Linked DNA regions of Callithrix jacchus: region 1 is linked to region 2. Evidence: chromatin contacts called from public Hi-C data. All regions are on one chromosome and are shown on one strand. Each heading gives the region's core, a stretch centred on a gene start, on an enhancer-like site or on the middle of the called end of the contact. The rest is flanking DNA. Distances are from core to core; before and after follow the strand shown. Region 1 overlaps NTM (neurotrimin). Region 2 overlaps NTM (neurotrimin).

Evidence for each region. Hi-C and Micro-C count contacts between places; a contact is called where the count stands out from the background.
Region 1: a contact with region 2 is called in a Hi-C map of skeletal muscle, with 3 times the contacts expected there. The contact joins two enhancer-like sites. A contact is called at or near these places in 2 of 3 Hi-C or Micro-C datasets (both in skeletal muscle).

The regions. Positions count from the first base shown.
Region 1 is chr10:31,460,048-31,465,675 of calJac240_pri, forward strand. The region is part of intron 2 of NTM (neurotrimin); the gene reads left to right. Among named protein-coding and RNA genes, the nearest start is that of NTM, 290 kb to the left of the region's middle. Within about 2 kb of position 3,349, at least 4 of the 16 cell types and tissues checked have an H3K27ac peak or open chromatin away from gene starts, as enhancers often do. A contact at or near this core is called in skeletal muscle, where this site is marked.
Region 2 is chr10:31,297,429-31,302,469 of calJac240_pri, forward strand. All of the region lies in intron 2 of NTM (neurotrimin), which reads left to right. Among named protein-coding and RNA genes, the nearest start is that of NTM, 130 kb to the left of the region's middle. Within about 2 kb of position 1,688, at least 4 of the 16 cell types and tissues checked have an H3K27ac peak or open chromatin away from gene starts, as enhancers often do. A contact at or near this core is called in skeletal muscle, where this site is marked.

The DNA.
Region 1 (5,628 bases), core at 2,099-4,598, 160 kb after region 2:
CTTACAGCAGTGAGCAAGTGTTTGGCCTCAGGCTTCTCTCAATAGGAACAGTCCAGGAGTGAAACATCGCAGTTCTCAAGACCTTGAGGGCTTCTCATGCTGACCTCACCTTAGAACCATGGAGGAGCATTTTAAACCCATGAACTCCCTCCCCGCATGCCTCAGATTCCAACTCAAACAGTCTGGGTGGGCCTGGGCATCCTCAGGTGCCTCCTCTGTGCTGCCAGAATTGGGACCCACTGCCTGGAGACGCCCCTCTTCCCACTGCGAGGTTTTGATTAGTTGAACTCCAAGGACACCTTTCTTCCAGGTTCCTAATAGTCACAGTTGCTACACACTGTGCAATCCACTTCTAGTGCCTTGTGCCACTTGAGCCTCATAATGATGAGAGATAGCTTTTGTCATGCCTGTTTTGTGGTTGAGAAGCTGCAGCCGGGTGAGGTTAAGTATCTTGAACAAGGCCTTGCAACTCGCATGAGAAAAGGCAGGATTTGAACACATGCCAATGGAACGCAAGCCTGGGCTGTTCATTTCTTTATTGTAACACCTTACGTTCTCATGGCAGAGGACTTTGGAAGCACTTTGTGTCGTGCATGTATGTGGGCGTGTATATCTACCTCTCTACCTGTGTGTTTGTGTGTATCTACCTCTCTGTATATCTATAAATATCTTCTATCGCATTTGCTATCGGCAATTTCTGGATATTCCTAAGGAAGGATTCCCAGGTAGTACTACTAATTATGAGTGGAGATTAAAAAAAAAAACAAAAAAAAACCTTGATTATTTGTTACAAGTCCCTAAGTGCTTGGGCTGTGTCCCTTCACCTGCTTGTAGCTTTGAGTGGAGAAAGGACAGCACCCGTGTAGCCACAACAAGCTCTCCTGGCCCTTTCCTTGTTGGACAGGAGCAAGAGGGGAGGTATAATGAGTCTGAAGCAGAGACTTAGGATGACTCATATCTCCCCCCTTCTAATCCCCAATTTCGGACAAACATGGGGCCCAGAAGTGAGTGAGGGAATTAAATTAAGGAACACAATTTCTCCCTGTCATTGAACTCTGACTAATGAGTCTATTTCTGGGTAATAAGAAGGAGCAGGAAGTGACAAGGCAGTGTAATGAATTAGTGGCCCAGAACCTCGTTAGTCAGAATAATCTTTCCGCGAAAGATAAATGATGCAAACATTAATTATAAAGCCAGGGTGGAAATGCATCCCATTATTTGGCTTCCTAAGAAACCTATCCCAGTTATTACGAGGCATCTCAAACAACAACAATAATAATAATAAGGTAAGGCTCAGTGAGAACTTTCGCCCCTGGGGAGACTTGCTCCACTGGTGGTGGTCAGTAGGGGGAGCACAGAGGACCAGCTGTGCTTTCAAAAGGGGCTGGAACTCAGGGAAGCGGACATGCCCCTCTGGGTTTTGTACCAGAAGAGATGTGGTAGTGTCTCCGCCCCAGCTTCTCTGCATCCTGTAGGGTTGGTCACTCAGGGCAGTCCACTCTAGTCATCAAGATCCAGGTGAGGTGAAGAGTTTAACTAGAACATTCCCCCCTTTCAAAGAGAGAGAGACGAGGGAGGTGGGGAAGAACAAGGCTGGGGGTTTTCCAGGAATTCTGGCATCTTTAAAGGAGTCAGAGATCAAAGCCATGGAGGAAATCGAGGTTAAGAGGTCGGGCTCTGGAATCAGCCACGCTGAAACCCTGGCTCGGCATGTTTTGAAAAGCCCCATAGTCCATTTCTTCCTCTGAGAATTGGTGGATAGCAGAGGCATCTGGTTAAGGAGGTGTTTTATGAGCATCAAGTGAGGTGTGTGTGTAAGATACTTGGCATCCATTAAATGTTCCATGGATGCCATTGCTAATGTGTTTTTAATGCAGAGTAAAGGTTGTAGAGCTGGAAGCCATGTTGGAGACATTGAAGGAGGCTCCCTTATTGCACAGGTGAGGGGGGAGAGCAACGTCACTCAGCAGTTCAGCCGTGGGGGCACTGAGGCTCTGGCTCCCGGCTCAGGTGAGGGTCTGTCATCTTAGGCTGTTTTCGTAGCCTGGATTGTTGGTCACAGCACAGAAGGGGGGTGGTGAGGGAAAGGGAGGAAGCTAAATCAGTCTCAAGAAATGCGGTTGCTGAGACCATTCCTCAGGAGAACAAATAAACCAGAATTAAAAACTATAAAAAAGCCTCCTGCAGTGCCATGGTAATGAACTTGTCCGTGACTGCACGGCGTAGAGGGTCCCAGCTTCTGAAGACTTGAGCTATCTGTTGCCTGCAAAGGGGTTGGGGAAATCATTTGCTGAAGGGAGAGAAGTTTGAAGCAAAGATACTGATGCAATCTGGAGTCTCCTTCCAGGTGGCATCAGATTGAAGCGGAGGCTGGGAGCTGCTTTTGTTTTGAAGGCTTTGTTGGTGTCTGACTGGCAACTCTTGGTAATGAGAGAAGAAAAAACAATTAATTGGAAATGAATTTTAATTGTCTCTGACTTCTCATTTGTAGGCTATTAAAATGAGTTCCCTATTAAAATATCACATCGGCTGCCTCACTGCAAGATAAGAGAAAGCACCCCAAAAGCTCTTCTCCCACCACGTCCAGTACTCACTCCACACTCATTTCTTTTGGCAAAAAGTAGTTCTTAGATTTTAAGCAAAATGAACCAAAAAGGAAAAAACAGAAAAAAAAATGCCCTCAAATCTTTTCTTTTTTTTCTTTTTTTCTTATACATTTATTTATTTTGCTAAGGAATGCACGCCTGTGTTCATTTATTATTCTGTGGCTGTCTGCTTCATTCCCATTTCCGAGTGCCGTGGCAAAACGGCTTGGAGAGCAGGGCTTCGTCGGGGCTGGGCCTTCTCTGCCAGCTGCTCAGTCTCTACCTGGAATGGAGGCTCTAGTGGGGCTGGGGTGAGGCCAAGGAAACAGACACGAGGCACTGGGGCAGGAGACAGGCTTGAGCATTGAGGTCTAGGACCACTGTGTCCCCTTCTGCTCCCTACCTCACCTGCTCCTTTACCCCACTGGATCAGGGAGGTTTGTTTCTCAGACACAGGTGCTGTCCGGGAGTTACAGCCCTTCTTGGAGATCTCAGATCTAGGCTAAAACCACCTCTGACACTGCCCAGCGAGGTGTCTGTGTGATGAGAGCCATCCCCTGCCCATCTGGTCCCTCACTGAGCAATCCTAGTGTTCATTCAGTAGATGCTACAGGCCTGGGGCCCAGGAGGCTCCCAGGAAATTCAGCCTCCAGCCCTTTCTGAAAGCAGACATCCTTCCCTCTGCTTCACTGTCTGCCGATGCTCTCCCTCTTCCTCCTGCTCTGTCCTTCCTCACTCCATCTTCCGTTCACTTTTTCCCGCCCCCATCATCTTTCTTCTGACCGTTCCTCCCAGCCCTGATTCTCTCCTAGCAAAAGCGCCAGGAACTCCTCCCTAATAGGCTCTGCTCAAGAACTTACTAGGAGGTTTTTGGCTCTTGCCTTTCTAGGTAAGGTCTGCACTCAGCAACTTTATGGATGCCAGGAAGGAGCCATTTCTATCTCCCCCGGGCAGAAGCATAATCAGCCCGGAAGGCCAGTTCCACCCCTTGACTCCCTGGGGCACTATCTGGTTTCTGTACTCACCCTCCCCGCCCAACCCCATCACTGTGCAATTTATTTATGGAAGGCCAGGGACACCTGTCTCCTTCCTTCTAAATCACCTGCATGTTCAGGGGATCAGCCACAGCTCCTGCTTGCACCGGCCTTAACAGCTCTGGGCTTGCAGAGAATGCGGTTGAAGCAATGTTAGCTCTGGGCTGGCAGGGCCTGCCGGTGGCTGCCCTCACCCTCCTCTGGAGCCCACACTGAGCTGGGCATATATGTGACTTGGCAGAGGTGGCAAATGGCTCGGAGCCCCGTGAAAACCGCCAAGAGTCAGCGTTATAAGAAGCTGAGGCCTTGGGCAAATTCACAGGCCACTGGAGAGTGACAAAGTGCCCATCAATGGTGGTTGATCAAAGAGGTGGTATCAAAAGTGGCAAAGAGAAGTGTGTCCCAGGAGCTTGCCTCAGAATAAGGACCTGGGGAGCTTGCCTCGGAGTAAGGACCTGGCCACCTGGTGGGGGCAATGATATTTGTTGGTTTGAGAGCTAAGATCCCTTTGAAGGTCGAGTCAAGGTTTGGGGGCTCCAAATCTTGGACAGCAGCAGGTGCTTGGCTCACGGACAAAGAGGCCCCCATCCCAGCTCCACCTGAGAGCCCTGGGCTGGCTGTTGGCTGCCCTCACCTGCACTGCCGCTTGGCAGCAGATGGCCAGGGGCCCGCAGCGTGCCCTCACTGTGTTCCTCTCCGCGTGCCCGTTCCTTTCTCTTTCTCTTTCTACACAAATTCCCTGTTTCTGGAGTGGACTCTGCTTTCCACACCATGAGTCCGGGAGGACCGCCCTTCTTGGCAGACGTGGGAGGAACAAGTCTGAGTGGTGCTGTCCCTCCCTCCCCGCCGGGAGCAGAGCAGCAAGGAGACCCTTGAATGTACCCGCTCTGGGGAGGCCTCAAAACAGAGCACAGGCCCAACTGCATCAGGGTCCAGGCAGCAATGTCAGCAAGCCAGGCCTCCGCAGTCAGGGAAAGGCAGAGGCAGGCGACTTGAGCAAAGAAGCCTCCTCTGAGAGGAGACAGGTGTCCATCCGCACTGCACGTGGATGGAGGAGCTGCGCCTGCTTCGTGAAGCAGGCGCAGGTGTGCTTGAATGGCTGGAATGAGTGCCGTGTGGCTCTGCTGCTCTGAGGAAACCGCGTCACACACCCCGGACAGCTGGAGTGCCTCCCCGGTTCAGTCTCCCTGGGATTCCAGCACATTCTCTTCTGCCCAGACTCTTCCTGTTCACTCATCAGACCACACTCAAACCCAGCTTGTCTTTGTTCACGGCTCTCTAGGCTGGCGTTAACTGGATGACAGGATACTTATTCGTATATACTTTTTTCCACTAGACTACTGGTAGTGGGAAAGGGACATCATTGTACTTTGGTATTTAGCACTCCTGGTACACAGTAGGGCCTCAGTGGAAGCTTATGGAATTCAAATATCTATGGACCAGCCTTAGCTGCTTCTTTCTGGCCTTCAAAATAAAGCCTTTGTGATAACTGCTCCCTTAAGACAGAGAAGACCACAGTGTCTGGGTGGGTGAGGGGAGGGGAGTATCCATGTCCCTTGTCTATTTTAGGCTTTAGCCTAAAAATAGATGGGGAAGGATGAGAGGGCTGAGGAGGGCAGGAGGGCCAGAAAACTCCTAAGGCTTCTGGTGGTAAATGGTGAGTACAGCAATGGGTCAGAAGGTGACTGCAGAACCCTTGCTGGCTGCCCACTGGAGTATAGCTGGTGACCACGGGGATGATCAGGGCTTCCTACGGGCTCCTGACTGAGGGGAGAGGCTTGTGGTTGACAAGTCCATCTCCACTAACCTGGGAGGACACCTGCCTTAGAGGACAAGGGATGCTGGTGGCCTTCTGTGAGCAGGACGTTTTGGCGGCCCCAAAAGCATCACAGGGCTGTTTCTGCCAGATCAACCCTAGTGCTTCGGCTAGGCCCCAGGCCTGGGCTTTGTAAGAACTGCAAATTGTGTCCTCATTATCTGTGTATGAGTGTCAATGTGTGTGTCTTTCT
Region 2 (5,041 bases), core at 438-2,937:
TCAAGAGATCAAGACCATCCTGGCCAACATGGTGAAACCCTGTCTCTACTAAAAATAAAAAAATTAGCTGGATGTGGTGGCACATGCCTGTAATCCCAGCTACTTGGGAGCTGAGGCAGGAGAATCACTTGAAACCAGGAGGCAGAGGTTGCAGTGAGCTGAGATCGCGCCACTGAACTCCAGCCTGGCGACAGGGTGAGACTCTTTTGTCGAAGAAGGAGAAAAAGAAAAGAAGGAGGAGGAGGAGGCGGTGGCGGTGGTGGTGGAGGAGGAGGAGGAGGAGGAGGAGGAGGAGGAGGAGGAGGAGGAGGAGGAGGAAGAGGAGGAGGAGGAGCAGCAAAGTCAGGTTCTCATGGAGGGAGGGTTAGAAAGAGAAGAGGGCAGAGGGCCTCCTCTGGAGGAAAGAAGAGCACATGTACCAGGAAAATGGACTGGGATCATTGGGTGATATCAAGCCCACTTGATACTTGAGGTTATACCTTTTTGTTTTGGAGACAAGGTCTCACTCTGTTTCTGTTGCCCAGGCTGGAGTGCAGCAGCACAGTCACAGCTCACAGCTCACAGAATTTTCCCACCTCAGCCTTCTGAATCCGTTGAGACCACAGGCACATGCCACTATTCCTGGCTACTTTTTTTTTTTTTTTTCATAGAGAGTCTCACTGTGTTGCCCAAGCCAGTCTTAAACTTTTGGACTCAAGTGATTCTCCAGCCTTGGCCTCCCAAAGTGTTAGGACTACAGACGTGAGCCACCATGCCCCACTGAGGTTACACATTTAAACTCAGGCTAGGTGGTATGGCTGTGCATGTTACTCTAATTCATTTGGCTGCTCTATTAAAGGTGAAGTTAACTGGGGTAGGAATTAACTCAAATGCCATCAACAACCCCTGCACTACCTTCGTTAGGACTGTTAGTACTTTAAGGACAGGCAGGTCAGAGCATGAAGGTCAAAGTTATGGCCTTATAAGAGAATAGGATTCCAGAAAAGGTGCTGGTCCAGCTCTCTTTGACCCACACTCCTGAGGGCTGCTCATCCAGGACCACCTGACCGTACCAGCTCCCACCAGGCCCGTGCTTCTAGACACTGTGGCTTGTCCCTCCACATCTCCCTGCAGGCCCCTTTCAAGCTCCACCAGCCACCTCTGTCCTCACCCTTCTGCTCTCTTCTTGCACAGTGCATACCTGAATTCAGCCTATTTTGGTTGCCTGTTCCCACTCTAATTTGAGAATGCAGACCCCTTGGGCTCACGTTCCCAGGAAAAACACAAACACCTCTCCTCTCCTGACATGGGGATACCCTCAAATTTGGTGGCTCTCGGCTGCCCCCACCTGCCATAAATCAGATAGAACTGCAGCTACCCAGCTCAGCCCTGGTAAATCCCTGGGGCTTGGCAGGAATGGCTTTCCCGGATCGAGTTTCTTGGCAGAGAATTGGAAGGGATTTAAAATAACAGCATACCACACCACCCGTTTCCAGCTCCAAATAGAATTTGGAGTCCATTTCACACAGCACTGGGGTTCTCTCAACCCCAGATGGTGTTACCAAAATTGTGTGTGCCGCTGCTCTGTCTCTGGGCTAGTCTACCTCGACCTGCATTGATGGTCTTTCCAAATGCTTCCTGGTCTGCAGGCTCCATGGCCATCTGGGTGTCAGCGTGCCCCCGCGTGTCTGTCAGCTGCCAGACTCCCTGGATCTCTGTCTATTGATTGATCTGTAAATTTCCTGCATGTGCATCCATCAGCCGCCCACCCTGTCCGCTCCTCCTGCATGTACATATGCCTGCCTGCACCTCACTCCAGCCTGGTGGAAGCTTTCTCTCCTCTTTTGGCACTTGGCTGTCATGCCTCCGAATCCACAATCTGTTGATTCTTTCTGAAATCAACCCACCCTCTCCTCCGCACTATCTGACCTGGCTGGACAACAGGCAGAGGCTGCCGACATGAGCATTGGGTGCTCCTCTATACCGCAATGGGGTATCCTGCAGTGGAAAGAGTGATGGTCCCAGAGTCATGAAACCTACCTTCTACCTGACAGTCAGGAAGTCATGAATCTCTCTGAGTCATTCTCCACATCTAAGAAATAGGGGTACTATCACCTGTCTCCCAGGAGTGGTTTGAGGTTTTGATGATAAGATGTCTGTGTGAAGCTCAGCTCACAGCACAAAGTAGGGATTTAAAAATGTTCTTTAATCTATACCTTATAATAATTATCAAACATGTAATGCTAACAACTATCTTTTATTGAATAATTATTCTCACTGTGTTAAGGATTTTACATATTTCATTGGGTTTAATTTTTACAAGTCTTAATGACTTTGATCATCAGAGTATGGGCCCCCAAACAGCAGCATCAGCATTACCTGGGAATAGTTACAAACGCTGAATCTCAGTCTCCGTCCCTAAGCCTTTTCCGTCAGAATTGAGATTTTAACAAGATTCCCAAGATGCTGACATTGACATCCTGCTATTATTTACCCCCTTTGACAGATGAGGAAACTGAGGTCTAAACTGGGAGCATAATTTGTACTGAATCACACAGCTGGCAGCTGGCAAATTTAGGTTCTATAACTGGCTTCCCACACATCAGTCCTTCACCACCATGGTAGAGTGTGCTAATCAGTGTTCACACACACACGTGCTCACACCTATAGAAAGGACAAGGTGGCCACTCAGCAGGTTCAGAGCCTATGATAAGAAATGCCCAGGGTGCAGAAGACCAAACTCAGTTGAGAACTACCTTCCCTTCCTAGAGGGAAGTATAGCAGTAGGAACACCAGAATGCAGGCTTCTATTTAACTAGTTGTGAGGTCTCATGCAAGTTACTTCACCTCTTTGGGCCTCTATTTCTTAGATTTACAAAGTGAGATGATTCACCCAGATGTTGTAAAAACATACCTCTGTTATTGCCTTTTTTCTGGTTGGTGATTCTGTTTTGACAGTCATACCTGTGAGAAGCCTGTCAGTGTTTCTGTCTGATGTCAGTTATCACTCCCGAAATGGAGTTAGGATGAAGGGGAGAGAGAAGAGGATATTAAGAGGTTGTAAGGGAATGGTTGAATTAAAGCTGGCTTCCCTTACAATGACTCATTCTCAAGCATAGACAAATCAGGGAGGTCTGTGTCAATTACTCCTTGTGATTATTTCCAAGCCTATTTGTGGAACTCCAGGTCCTTTTCATACATCATTCTGAGGGCTTTTCTCAGGGGGTTTATGGACCAAGGACATCTGGTGCCTGTGGCTTTATGTCTGTTGGTGTGATCAGCCAAACTGGGGAAGGGCCTATAACACTCCAAATGCTGGTGCCTGAATATCTTTAATTCCTTCTGAAGGGTCGGGGTTATTTCTCCATCGGGAGTGCTAATGGGATTCTAATACCCTGGCAAATGGGATTTTTTACAACTGCCATTCTGCAGTTACTGAGATGGCGTGTCGCTGGGACAGCCCTATAAATCCTGCCAACTCACTCTGAGGAGGAGGAGGAGGTGGCCACAGGGAGAAGGTTGGCTGCCTCCAGTGCTGGCAGCCTGGGGGGGGCCCTCTGAGGGTTGCCCAGGTTCTAGTTCTTAGGATGAGTTACTATCTCTGCCAGGGAGTGTCGCTAAATCATGAAAATGGGGCAGGGCACAGGCCCAGGGCCTCAGAGAAACCACAGAAGTTTGATGGGAAGGAGGCAGCAGGCCCCTGGGAAAAGTGCTCTTCATTGATTCTGCTTTTGCAGTTTGGATTTCTAAGGCCTCTGTTTCTGAGGGCTCTTGGACACAAGACCTAAGGATATCTGCCAAAAGCAGGTACTGATGTCCTTTTAAGCCCAGGGGAACAGAGCCCAGAGAAAAACTCACAGTAGATATTAAGGAAAAGGAAAATGCAGTAAAGCCCATCTTGTTGCTGGAGTTAAAATAGATGCCCTAGGGTAAAATAATTGTTCACAAAGACAGATATTTACATAGACATGTCATGTTCAGATGAATGACTCTCTAAGCCTGGGTTCGTTGTGAAGCTAGGTTCCTTACATCCATATGCTGTTTATAGACAACCTCTCATTTTGATCACTAGAATAAGTCAGAAAGATCAAAGGGGCAGATTATATTCGTTCCATTTCAGAGATGAAAAATAACACTGGAGGCCTTATATAACTTGTTGCAGGGAACATCAGTTGAAATTTGCTCAGTTAATACTCAAACGCAAGATTTTGTCATTTTCAAACCCAATCTGTCCCCTCGCCTCTACACCATGTTGCCTCTTCCAGGAGGATGCTCCTTTCCTCCTCAAGGTCACACTGCCTCAGATGGAAAGCTTCCCTGATGACTGATCTGAAGTTGGGGCTTTGGGGTTGCTTATGGGTTGGTGGTTTCCCCAAAGACCACCTGGTTTTGGTATCATCATGCATGGGCTCATGCCCAAGAACTCCGCCTTGGCCTCCCTTTACTCTGCTGGTGTTGTATGTCTATAAGTTCTTCTGGTTCTGCAGTTCTTCTCCTAACTTAGGCTGCCTTTTTCTCCCAGATATAAGAAAATTCTTCCCTGGCCTTACATTGTACTAAGACAATGAGGATAGCCTATCATCACCAGAATGTAAGCTTCTTGAAGGCAACTGTTAAGCAATTGCTGAGTGAATAATGCTTGCCTAACTAGACCCTGTAAGAATAGGAAGACATATAAGACCCAGTTCTAGTTTTCAAGAAACTTACACATTTCCTGGGAGACAGTTTATCTCCATACGTTAAACGTCTAAGTGATTTCTTACTGTTTTCTAGCTCTTTACCATGCACGACAGTTTCACAGCAGTGTCTTAGTCCAGCCTTACATTAATCATGAGAGAAGGTTGGGATTCTACTTCTTTCTTTAGAGATAAGAAAATAGGGCTCAAAGAGGTAAAGGAGACCTATGTAGCTAGAAAGCTGTTTAACTAAAGGTCCATCTTTCTCAGCCCATTGTTTCAAGTAGCGTAGACTGGTAGAATAAGATGATGCCAATTTTTGTGATATAGAGACACATACCTCAGGGCATCAAAACAGAAAGAAAATTACTGAGCAGAAGAATTAG